Regions from separate parts of the Sus scrofa genome. Here all the other regions are linked to region 1. A link is a contact called in public HiChIP or PLAC-seq data. All regions are on one chromosome and are shown on one strand. Each heading gives the region's core, a stretch centred on a gene start, on an enhancer-like site or on the middle of the called end of the contact. The rest is flanking DNA. Distances are from core to core; before and after follow the strand shown.

Region 1 (3,567 bases), core at 669-3,168:
AGTGGAAAGAAAACTGGAAAATTTTTATTAGCACAAAGTGATTATAAGTGGAACTTCCCACCACCCCTTCATATCTTTACCGACAACCACCTGACAGGGTGATGTGACGAAATGCGGTCAGGGAAGACTGGGGGTAAAATGTGCAGTTTCCTTTTTCTAGTGTTGATTTGTTTTCAATGCTGACACCATCCTAGAGGTTACTACTCATCAGAAGTACAGACAAGAGAAGTGGTTATAGCCGTGACTATGAGAAGACTGAGAAACTGACCAATCTCTTTCATTTCTTTTGATATTGGGTAACGAATGTGTGTTTTTCTTTCCGAATCCCTGGTATTCGTGAGGAAACAATACAAACAATAGAATGATGTGGTATCAATATATCTACATGGCGCCTTACACAAAATGTGTAAATATGATTCTAGATATTTAACCTCCTGTAATTAGTTGAAATCTGGAATGCTCTTTGTTTCTCTATTACTCATTTGTTACTGTGTCATTTAAGAATAACTGGAGAACCAGAAAAATTCTTAGGTTTGTTCACTTATGAAAAAATATTTAAGAAATGAGTGCCTGCTTTATCATATAATCAATCAAGAATCATATTTACCTACCCTGTGAGGAGATGCAATACGTTAAAACGCATGTATACAACCCCTGGAAAACATGCATGTTTTCCTAGGATCCTAAATTAGGAAGGCTCACACGATCCCATTTTGTGCGTTAAAAAAAATAGTGAAGTGGTTATAATTACGCCATAAAGTTTTACAATCCCTTTTTCTTTTTTAGTTTTCTGTTCTAAGAAATAGAATAGAAAGAAGTGGAGAATGAGTAGACGGGAAAACTTGTCACCGCAAAAGAAGTTAAATTGTAATTTAAAGAAAAAAAAAAAAAAAAAGGCAGAGCAAATAGGCTAACCAGGGAGTTACACCTGGAGCATTCCTTCACTGGAATGACTCTGAAACCCCAGTGTCACGCCGCATCGGCCTTTGCAAGGATTCGTGGAGAAGGTGTCTAACGCGAACATAACAGGGCCAAGGCATAAAGCCCAGTCTAACCGTTCTCACTGGGCGGAGAAGTTCCTGGGAGGAGGAGAAAGGCCGCTGCGGTTCGACAGCAGCCCTCCCACCCTCACTAACCTTGCCCCGGGGGACCGCGCGCCACCTCTCCGCAGCCGCAGGGCTCTGCCACCTGCGCCTGGAAAGGCTGCAGTCCCGGCTGCTTTTTTGCCTACGCGCGCAGCCCACAGCCTGGGCACTGCCTACTAACACCTTTGAAGGAGAGAGGCTGGATACTTCGCTGTCTTCCCGCCCAAGCCTGGGGCCGATCCACCCACCCGCCCATCCACCCACAACAGACCGTTGCGCGCACCCTACTTCTGACCCGGGGCCAAGTGCGCGCGCGCAGACACCCCCACTGTTCCACCCTCTCTCTCCGCCCGGGGCCACACGCGCGCACGCGCGCACACACACACCTCGGCCGCTCCAAGGTAGAGTCCTAAGCCGCCGACCTCCCTTCCCAGCACCCAGATGTGGAGACCCCTGTAGAAGTTGAGAGAAAAAGCCCACTCGGAGCGGGAGGCAGTGAGGATGAAGAGAAGCTGGTTTCCGAGCTGGCTCTGGATGTCCAGTTCCAAGTAGCTAGAAGTGTGCAAAAGAGAGCACCCGGGCTTCCCCAAGGTCCCCGCGGAGCGCGGCCTCTCAGCACCATCCGCCTGAGGCAAAGGGTCCAAGGTTCCGCCACCTCAGCCCCTCCAAGGGCCGGAAAGCCCCCAAGCCGCGGTGGGACCCGCGCGGCCCGGAGCCCCGCCCTCGGGCCCGCCTCTGTTCCTCCAGCCCTGAGGAAGGCGCTCCCGCCCCGCCCCCTTCCCGTCCGGCCAATGGGCGCCCGGGCCGCGCACTGTGGGCCCCGCCTCCGCCAGGGAAACTTGAAGCTGGAGAAAAGTTTGTACAGAGCCTAGAAGGGCTAGAGCGGAGCTGGGAACCCGGCAGCCGAGAGGAAGATGAACGGCCCCAGGACAGAGCCTCAGGCCGAGTGGACCCCAAATCTCCTCCAGGGCGCTAGAAGCGGCCTCAGCTGCAGCCGCCAGCCCCGGTAGCCGCCTGCGCTTCCCTGGGCTGGGAAGGAGGCGGCCCGAGTCGGGGACAGGAGGCTCGGTGACACCTGCGCGAGAGGCCGCACACCTGAGCGCTGTCCGTCCGCGGACGAGACCTGAGAGCTCCGCAAAGCTTGGATCATCCTGGAAGAAACGAGAAAAAGAGAGAGAGAGAAACAATCCAAGGTCGGGCTTCAGTGACCCATCCTGCTGCCTCTGGTTCTCCAAGTTTTTGAAAGCTGACCACTTGGACCCCGGAAATTTGGCAGCCACCAAGAGCAGGCTCTGAGAAGGCAAAGGCTGGGCAAGCTTCACATTGAGCGGGGCACGGCTGAGGGCAGGTTGAAGGCGTGTCCAGGACATCTGAGGCTTGACCCTGGGGGCTTGCTCAGCTGCCATCTCCGCGGCCACTACAGGTGAGGTAGGGTTGGGGACACTGAGCAGAGAGCAGTGGGTGGGCGCTCCTTAAGAGGAGCCTGGGAGGAAAGAGCTCGCTCACCAAATCAACTTCCATAACTTGTTTTCGTGAGACTTTTATTGACTCAGAATCTGTCGGGGAAATGAGCGAGCCACTTTTCCCTTGAGATAGGTCTTGTTCATTTTGGCAATGGTGTGAGTTGGGTTGGGGGAAGGAGGAGAGAATGGCAGTATCAACTAATAAATATTAATACCAGTAGAGTGGTGCTGGGGGCAGGACTTATCCGGAGCCTGGAGATTTCGCAGTAGCCTCAGTTGGTAAGTGGCTACAACCCACAATGTAGAATCGAGTTGCTCCGCTCACCCATCAGCATATTATTTCTTGGGCGCGGGTCCGGCACCTTGCAAGTGGTAATTTCCACTCACCGCGTTTTTGCCTCTCTCCTACCATCCCCAGACCCAGCCTCGCGCTCCAGGGCGGTGTACCGCCAGACACCACCATGGCCACCCCTGGGGCCAATGCATCCGCCCTGGCCTCTGACCGACCGAACGGCCCGGTGACCATCCCGGCGGTGATGTTCATCTTCGGGGTGGTGGGCAACCTGATAGCCATCGTGGTGCTGTGCAAGTCGCGCAAGGAGCAGAAGGAGACGACTTTCTACACATTGGTGTGCGGGCTGGCTGTCACCGACCTGCTGGGCACGTTGCTGGTGAGCCCGGTGACCATCGCTACGTACATGAAGGGCCACTGGCCCGGGGGCCCGGCGCTGTGCGAGTACAGCACCTTCATCCTGCTTTTCTTTGGCCTGTCCGGGCTCAGCATCATCTGCGCCATGAGTATCGAGCGCTACCTGGCCATCAACCACGCCTACTTCTACAGCCACTACGTGGACAAGCGGCTGGCGGGCCTCACTCTCTTCGCGGTCTACGCGTCTAATGTGCTCTTCTGCGCGCTGCCCAACATGGGCCTCGGCAGCTCGCGGCTGCAGTACCCGGACACCTGGTGCTTCATCGACTGGACCACCAACGTGACGGCGCACGCCGCCTTCTCCTACATG
Region 2 (3,567 bases), core at 388-2,887, 180 kb before region 1:
TCCCGTTGTGGCTCAGTAATAACAAACCTGACTAGTATCCATGAGAATTCAGGTTTGATCCCTGGTCTCACTCGGTGGGCTAAAGATCCAGTGTAGGCTGTGGCACAGACTGACAGCTGCAGCTCTGATTCAACCCCTAGCATGGGAACTTCCATATGCCCCAATGCAGCCCTAAAAAGAAAAAAAAAGGGACAAATGGGAGTTTCCACTACAGTGGGTTAGAAATTCAACTTCACCATCTCAGGTCACTGTGGAGGCCCAGGTTCAATCCCTGTCCTTAATTTCCATATGCTGCTGCAACAACAACAACAACAAAAAAAATGGACAAAGAATTTAAATAGATATTTCTCTGAGGAACATATACAAATGGTAAATATGCATATGAAAAGATGCCTGGGCTCATTAGTCATTAGAGAAATGCAAATCAAAATCACAAAGACATACTACTTCATATACCCTAGGATGGATATAATTAAAAAGACATTTTTTACAAGTGTTGGCAAAGATGTGGAGAAACTAGAACTCTCATACATAACTAAATGAAATGTAAAATGGTGCAGCGACTTTGGAAAACAGTTGACAGTTCCTCAAAATTTTAAACACAGGGTTATATGACCCAGGAATCCTACTTGTAGGCATATACCCTAGAGAAATGAAAACATAGTTCACACAAAATCTTCTAGGTGAATGTTCACAGCAACATTATTTGTGATGGCCAAAAAGTAGAAATAACCCAAACATCCATGAACTGGTCAAGGAATGAACAAAATGTAATATAACTACACAAGTAACATTCTCTGGCATTAAAAAGTCACAAATATACTGATACACACTACATACAACACAAAAAGACCTTAAAAGTATTATCTAAGAAGCCAGACACAAAAAGGCCACAGAGTATATTAGTCTATCCATCTAAAATGCCCAGAACAGAAAAATCCATAGAGATAGAAAGTAGATCGTATGCTGCCTTAGAATGAGAGGTCTGAGAGGAAATGGGATGTGACTATTGATGGGTATGTGATTTTTCTGAGGGATGATGAAAGTATCCAAAAAGAGACTGTGGTGACAGTTTCATAATTCTGTGAACATACTAAAAACCAACTAATTGTACACTTTAAATGAGTGTATTATTTGATATACAAATTATATCTCTGTAAAGCTCTGTATGTGTTAGAGAGCTTAGAACTTATAATCATTTTCATATCATGTCCTAAAGGTTGTACCAGTCTTTCAAGCTTCCCCCTGCTCCACAATTAGATTTCACACTACCTCCTCCCTTCAAAGTTATTTCCCACTGTATTAGTTATGCCTGGCTGTATAACAAACTCTCTCCAAATTTAGCATCTTAAAACAACAAACATAATTGTTTCATGGTAGGCCAGGAACCTGGGCGTGGCTCTGCTGTGTCCTCTGGCTCAGCCTCTCCGCATCTGCCAAGGCTGTCACTATGTCAAGGTTTGACTCAGAAAGGCTTTACTTCCAACTCACTCATATGCCTATTGCAACACCTCAGATCCTCGCTGGCTGTTGACCAGAGACATCACATTAGTTTTCTGCCATAGGGGCCTGTCTACAGCACAGCTCATCACACGTCAGCTAGCTTCCTTCAGAGAAAGTGATGGTGCAACACAGTAAGCAGGACCGAAGTCAAGCTCTGGGTAACCTCACCTTGGCAATGGCACCCCACCACTTTTGCCTGTATTCTGTTCCCAAGAAGCTAGTCACTACATCCAGGCCACACACAATGGAGGGCATTTCACGAGGGCGTACATACCAGCAGGGGGAGTCCATGGGGCCATCTTGGAGGCTGCTTACCACAGCACTCGAAGCTCATTTCATCTGTTCCTGTGCCTGTTCTTTCCCTCTTAACTCATTTTATTTCTTTGTCTAACTCCTTTACCAATGCAGTCAGATCATCCGCTATTCAAGAGGAGCCCAAATTCCATGTGCTCCAGGAAACTTTCCCTGATTACCCTTTATTACTCTCAACTCCTTCATGTTTTATAATTACACTACATAATTTGCCCCTTAAGTATTTCCTGCCTTGCCTTATTGTTCAAAGTATGTCTCTTCTGACAGCATATGCTTCACATGAGAGTAAGAAGTGAAGAATCTTGGGATTCACCCTATCCCTACTGAAGCAGAATCTGCATTTTAACAAGATTTCCAGTGATTCTCATGCACATAACATAAAAGTTTGGGAAATACCACTGAACTCTACCATTCATTATTGCTTTACCTGTATATCTCATATCCCTGACTAGATTCTAAGAACTTGGAAATCTAGCACCATTTCTTATATCTCTTCTGCTCTCACACACACACAACTACGCATGCATGCACACACACACTTAAGCATATTAAACAGCTTAGTGCTGAACACACAGTAGAACATAAATTAAACATATACAGTAGAACATAAATAAAAGGAACTCTGAACTGACTGGATTTTAAAAAACTTGAGTACCTCGATGAATCAAAAGACCTAAACTGTAAACCCAGTGCTGCCACTCACCAGTTAGTGTGACTTCAGGCAAGTCACTTAATGACTTTGCATTTCCATTTCTTTATCTGAAAAATGAGGAAATTAACATGGACTCTCCAATTTTCAAACCATTTCAAAATATTTTTAATCTGCAATAAAATTAGAATATAACTTGATACTGCTTCAGGAATAAGAAAGCATCTTGGAGTCTTTTAGTGTCTACGTGTCATCAACATGAACATCAGCAATAATTGCATTATAGATGGAAGATGTTGCTTGGTCCAGGATCATTTTGGAAAAAATGTGCAACTGTATGTCCTGTATTTTATTCTTCTTATAACTTACTCCAATCCAAATATTTACTCAATTGAAATATAAAGTAAATTGTTAAAGTAGTTTAAAATAAATTTCTAGCTGGAAAGCAAGGGGCTAAACTAGGAGGACAAACGAAATCTCCCGTATTTTGCATTCTGGGAATCTCCCACACTCCTTACCTCCATCCTAGAAAAGGAGTTACTTGCGGTTGCCAAGAGAGAAAGGGGAGGAAGTGGGATGGAAGGGGAGTTTGGGATTGGTAGATACAAACTATTATATTTAGAATGGATGAGCAATGAGGTCCTACTGTATGGCACAGGAAATACATCATATCTCAGGATAGAACATGAAGGAAGCTAGTATGAGAAAAAGAATGTGTGTGTACATATATATATGTATGACTGGGTCACTATGCTGTAGAGCAGAAACTGACACAACATTGTAAGTCAATCAAACTTTAATTTAAAAAAAAAGAAAGCGCTGTCTTTTAAAATCAGATTAGAAACAAGGAATTTTGCCTTCAAAGGAAAATTCTGAATTTTCACCTGACCTCCAGGATCTTCCACTGTAAAAACAAGAGTAGGGTTTGTTATCTAAAACAGCAGAACTAGACTGAGTGAACAAAAGAGAGGACACCTAAATAGATTGCTTTCTTCCTTTTTTAAGACATTCAACTGAATTTCTTCTCCTCCCTCCAAGTAAGGTCCAATCCCACCAGCAGAGTTTAAAATTGTCACTTCCCCTGAGGACCTAGACTCCAATTA
Region 3 (3,567 bases), core at 499-2,998, 130 kb after region 1:
AAAGCCCCCAACTATCTTGTGATCTTTTAAAATCTGAAAATCTGAAATTAAATGGGAGGTCAGATACTTTGCTAAATATCCTATAGTGTAGAGGATGCCCCCCTTCCCAACAAAGAAAGCACCTCAATTGAGACCTTATACAGATTAACCCCTCAAAAACTACCACTAAAATGCAACTTCTCTATAAGGGTTAGGTTGGAACTGAAATTAAAACACTAAGGCTTGTCTTAAATTAAGACTGTAAAATTTCTTTCTATACACATCCAACAGCAACTATGACACTTTTCTGCAGCAGACTTGCCTAAAGCAGTAAAACGAAAGTTCTCATTTATACACTATTTTCTTGACAAGTTTTGGTAAGGTATGTATGTCGCTATGTAAGCAAACTAATTAACATCATCACACTTTCAGGAACCTAGCTCCAACTATGCTCTAGACATTTGCAGCTCATACATTTACTGAAAGATTAATAAACAGAATCTAGACAACTGATTAAAAGTTATGGTGGCAGAAGAAAAAGCACCTTGCAACACCTCATCCCTATTGACCAGGGTAGTTGAGGGTTGTTATTCAATCACACGGAACTAATGATAAAACATGGAAACTGTACCTGAATCTGCGATATACAATTTTTAGGTGCCTCATTCGACCAGTCCCGGTGGTGTTTCGTCTTTTAGCTTTCGCACTCCAGTTATCTAAAACAAAAACTCATGTTAAAGTTCTAAATGGGTTTTCTCACCATCTTGTAAGCAGTCAATATACTTAAGAATGCCTACCTTGAGTTTTAAACCCATCTGTATACAAATGCAGTTTCCCCAGCTACCAAATAATGTTCCAAGTTATGCCCCGTTTAGGTACAGAACAAGCAAGAGACTATCCTCAACCTCAAAATACATTTTAAGTCTACTAAACTAAAGCATTAACTTACACTTCCTCTTTCGCTTGGCAGGGTAGCCACACTTGCCACAGGTCGACTTCTGGAGATGGTAGGCCTTAGAGCCACAGCGGCGGCACAACGTGTGCGTCTTATTCCGACGCTTTCCAAACGATGACGTTCCCTTCGTCTGCAAATCAAGGGAATAAACGATTCTGAAATCTAGTAATTTCTATACACGGTCTCATGTTTTCAAGTAAAAAAACTACTAAGATTATCTATCTTAGTAGTTGTGATAAGACTATCACAACGGCTGAAACGGAGGGAGCTTCAATTTTCTTAAATGGTATTATCAGAGGTCATTACCTGAGTTCCACATCACCTAAAATCACCCTGCCGTAATTTGCTGTTTTGAAATCTGTTACATTAAAACGGGGGAGGAATAAAGCGAAAGACTAAATGCGGTTTTCCTACCCACCCCTACTCTAGAATCTAAGAGCTCCCGCCTGGGACCACCGCCAAAGATTCTTTTGCTAACAGCTAAACACTCTAAAACTATGCCTCTTCCCTCAGGTCACACTCGAATCGCTGAACTGTGCGGGCTCCCCAAAGGTGAGACAAGAGGCCTTAGAGAAGCTCCAACTCCACGGCTGCAGACTCGGCACCCCCTGACTTCGGAGCCATTCTTCTGACACTCGAGAGCCCCCGCATGCCCCTTTCCGGTCCACTGGTCCCGGTTTTGGGAAACCTTGCCTGCCCCTCCACGGATAGCAGGCAACGGAGTTAGACGGGCAGGATGGAAGCCGATTCCGAGAGCCCTTACATACAACTCACCATCTCGCCTCCGCCACCGTGACCAAAGAGGCCGGAAGAGAAAGCACTTCCGCTATATTTCTCTCAGAAGCTTCCGCCCAGGAGAGTACTTCCGGAAGGACGCGGTGCACCATTTTCAAGCTTCCGTTGCCTCAGTGTGGGTGGGGTCGAGAGGAGGATCCGGAGCCAGGCAAGGCCAATAGAAAGCTAAGCGGGGCGGGGCTTTCAACTTTTTGGGGCTCTGGGGCACGCATCTTCGTGGGACCCGTCTTGTTCTTCAGCTGTGGTTAGGCTGGAACTTCTCTTCCTCCCCTGCAGTTGTTTCCCTCCGGCCTTCGCGTGTTCTTAGAGCTGTGGCTACATCGCGTTTTCCGGCCTCCGGGCGGATGGAGAACCTGCGGAGGGAGCTTGCTCCGCCCCGCGGTTCGCGCGCGGACAGAGTGTTCCCGGCTCCTATGTGGGCGTCTGATGAGACAGAGGACCTGATCTGGGAGAAACCAGCTTCTCTAGGGTTGCTCGTCACTCCGACCCGAAGCTTTTGGCTGATTCCTACTGAGAAGTCGCTAGGGGCACGGAGCTGAGCTCAGAATCTAAAGAGAAAGGCAAATGTTTTTTTCTAGTTGTAATTTAGAGGCGCATGGTTTGGTGGCAGATCTCGTTATGCCAGGGAAATCACACGTGAAACTTGTTGAATATAGTTTCCTAAATGCTAACGTGAGGAAATCTGGTTTAGCAGCTTTGGGTAGGACCTGGACATCTGTGCTTATGGCTCAGCGGATTAAGACTTGACTAGTATCCGTGAGGATACGGGTTAAATCCCTGGCCTTGCTAAGTGGGTTAAGGATCCAGCGTTCCTGAGACCTGTGGTGTAGGTCGCAGATGGAGCTGGGATCTAGCTTGCAGTCATAGTGCCCATTCGATCCCTAATCTGGGAACTTCCATGTGCCCCAGGTGCGGACCTACAAAACCAAACAAAACCAAAAGCAAAAAACCCCAACACTTTATCGTGTTAATGTTGGTGGTTCCCAGACTTCTTTGATAAACGCTAATCCAGTTGTAATCTTCTGGTCTAGGAAAGCCCTCACTCTCACAAAACAATAAAATAGCCAAACATTTAAGAGTTAATAGGAGTTGGGGGAGTTCCCGTCGTGGCGCAGTGGTTAACGAATCCGACTAGGAACCATGAGGTTGCGGGTTCGGTCCCTGCCCTTGCTCAGTGGGTTAACGATCCGGCGTTGCCGTGAGCTGTGGTGTAGGTTGCAGACGCGGCTCGGATCCCGCGTTGCTGTGGCTCTGGTGTAGGCCGGCGGCTACAGCTCTGATTGGACCCCTAGCCTGGGAACCTCCATATGCCGCGGGAGCGGCCCAAAGAAATAGCAAAAAGACAAAAAAAAAAAAAAAAAAAAAAAAAAAAAAAAGTTAATAGGAGTTCCCGTCGTGGCGCAGTGGTTAACGAATCCGACTAGGAACCATGTGGTTGCGGGTTCGATCCCTGGCCTCACTCAGTGGGTTAAGGATCCGGCGTTGCCATAAGCTGTGGTGCATGCTGCAGACACAGCTCGTATCCTGCGTTGCTGTGGCTCTGGCCTAGGCCGGTGGCTACAGCTCCGATTGGACCCCTAGCCTGGGAACCTCCATATGCCACGGGAGCAGCTCAAGAAATGGCAAAAAGAGAAAAAAGAAAAAAAAAAAAAGTTAATAGGAAAAAAAAAGATCCTAAATGTGAGTGCTTTTTAAAGGAAACAACTCATGACCTATCACTTGTGAAATCTTAGCATAAGTAATTGACTACATGCTAACAGAATAAGATGAAGTGCAGGAATTTAAAGTTTTATTTTGACAGGTTAACAGTTGATTAGTGCCTAATAAATACTAGGCTC

The links. HiChIP or PLAC-seq counts read pairs in DNA pulled down with a chosen protein or histone mark.
Region 2: an H3K27ac HiChIP or PLAC-seq map of alveolar macrophages shows a contact between it and region 1. The contact joins the enhancer-like site here to the promoter of PTGER4 in region 1. A contact is called at or near these places in 2 of 5 promoter capture datasets (fetal liver and liver), 7 of 47 Hi-C or Micro-C datasets (alveolar macrophages, blood, embryonic fibroblasts and 2 more) and 2 of 2 datasets of contacts at active chromatin or transcription factors (alveolar macrophages and skeletal muscle).
Region 3: an H3K27ac HiChIP or PLAC-seq map of alveolar macrophages shows a contact between it and region 1. The contact joins the promoter of RPL37 here to the promoter of PTGER4 in region 1. A contact is called at or near these places in 3 of 47 Hi-C or Micro-C datasets (embryonic fibroblasts, heart right ventricle and skeletal muscle) and 1 of 2 datasets of contacts at active chromatin or transcription factors (alveolar macrophages).

The regions. Positions count from the first base shown.
Region 1 is chr16:25,668,914-25,672,480 of Sscrofa11.1, forward strand. It overlaps PTGER4 (prostaglandin E2 receptor EP4 subtype), which reads left to right and starts at 1,919. Exons shown (of 3, transcript XM_021076655.1): 1 at 1,919-2,508; 2 at 2,967-3,567. The coding sequence starts at 3,010.
Region 2 is chr16:25,485,339-25,488,905 of Sscrofa11.1, forward strand. The region is part of intron 1 of LOC106506472 (a long non-coding RNA gene); the gene reads right to left. Among named protein-coding and RNA genes, the nearest start is that of PTGER4, 180 kb to the right of the region's middle. Within about 2 kb of position 1,638, at least 8 of the 83 cell types and tissues checked have an H3K27ac peak or open chromatin away from gene starts, as enhancers often do. A contact at or near this core is called in alveolar macrophages, where this site is marked.
Region 3 is chr16:25,801,778-25,805,344 of Sscrofa11.1, forward strand. RPL37 (ribosomal protein L37) reads right to left here and starts at 1,749. Exons shown (of 4, transcript NM_001243603.1): 1 at 1,709-1,749; 2 at 929-1,064; 3 at 611-695. The coding sequence starts at 1,711. It overlaps CARD6 (caspase recruitment domain-containing protein 6), which reads left to right and starts at 2,074. Exons shown (of 6, transcript XM_021077098.1): 1 at 2,074-2,246. The coding sequence starts at 2,074.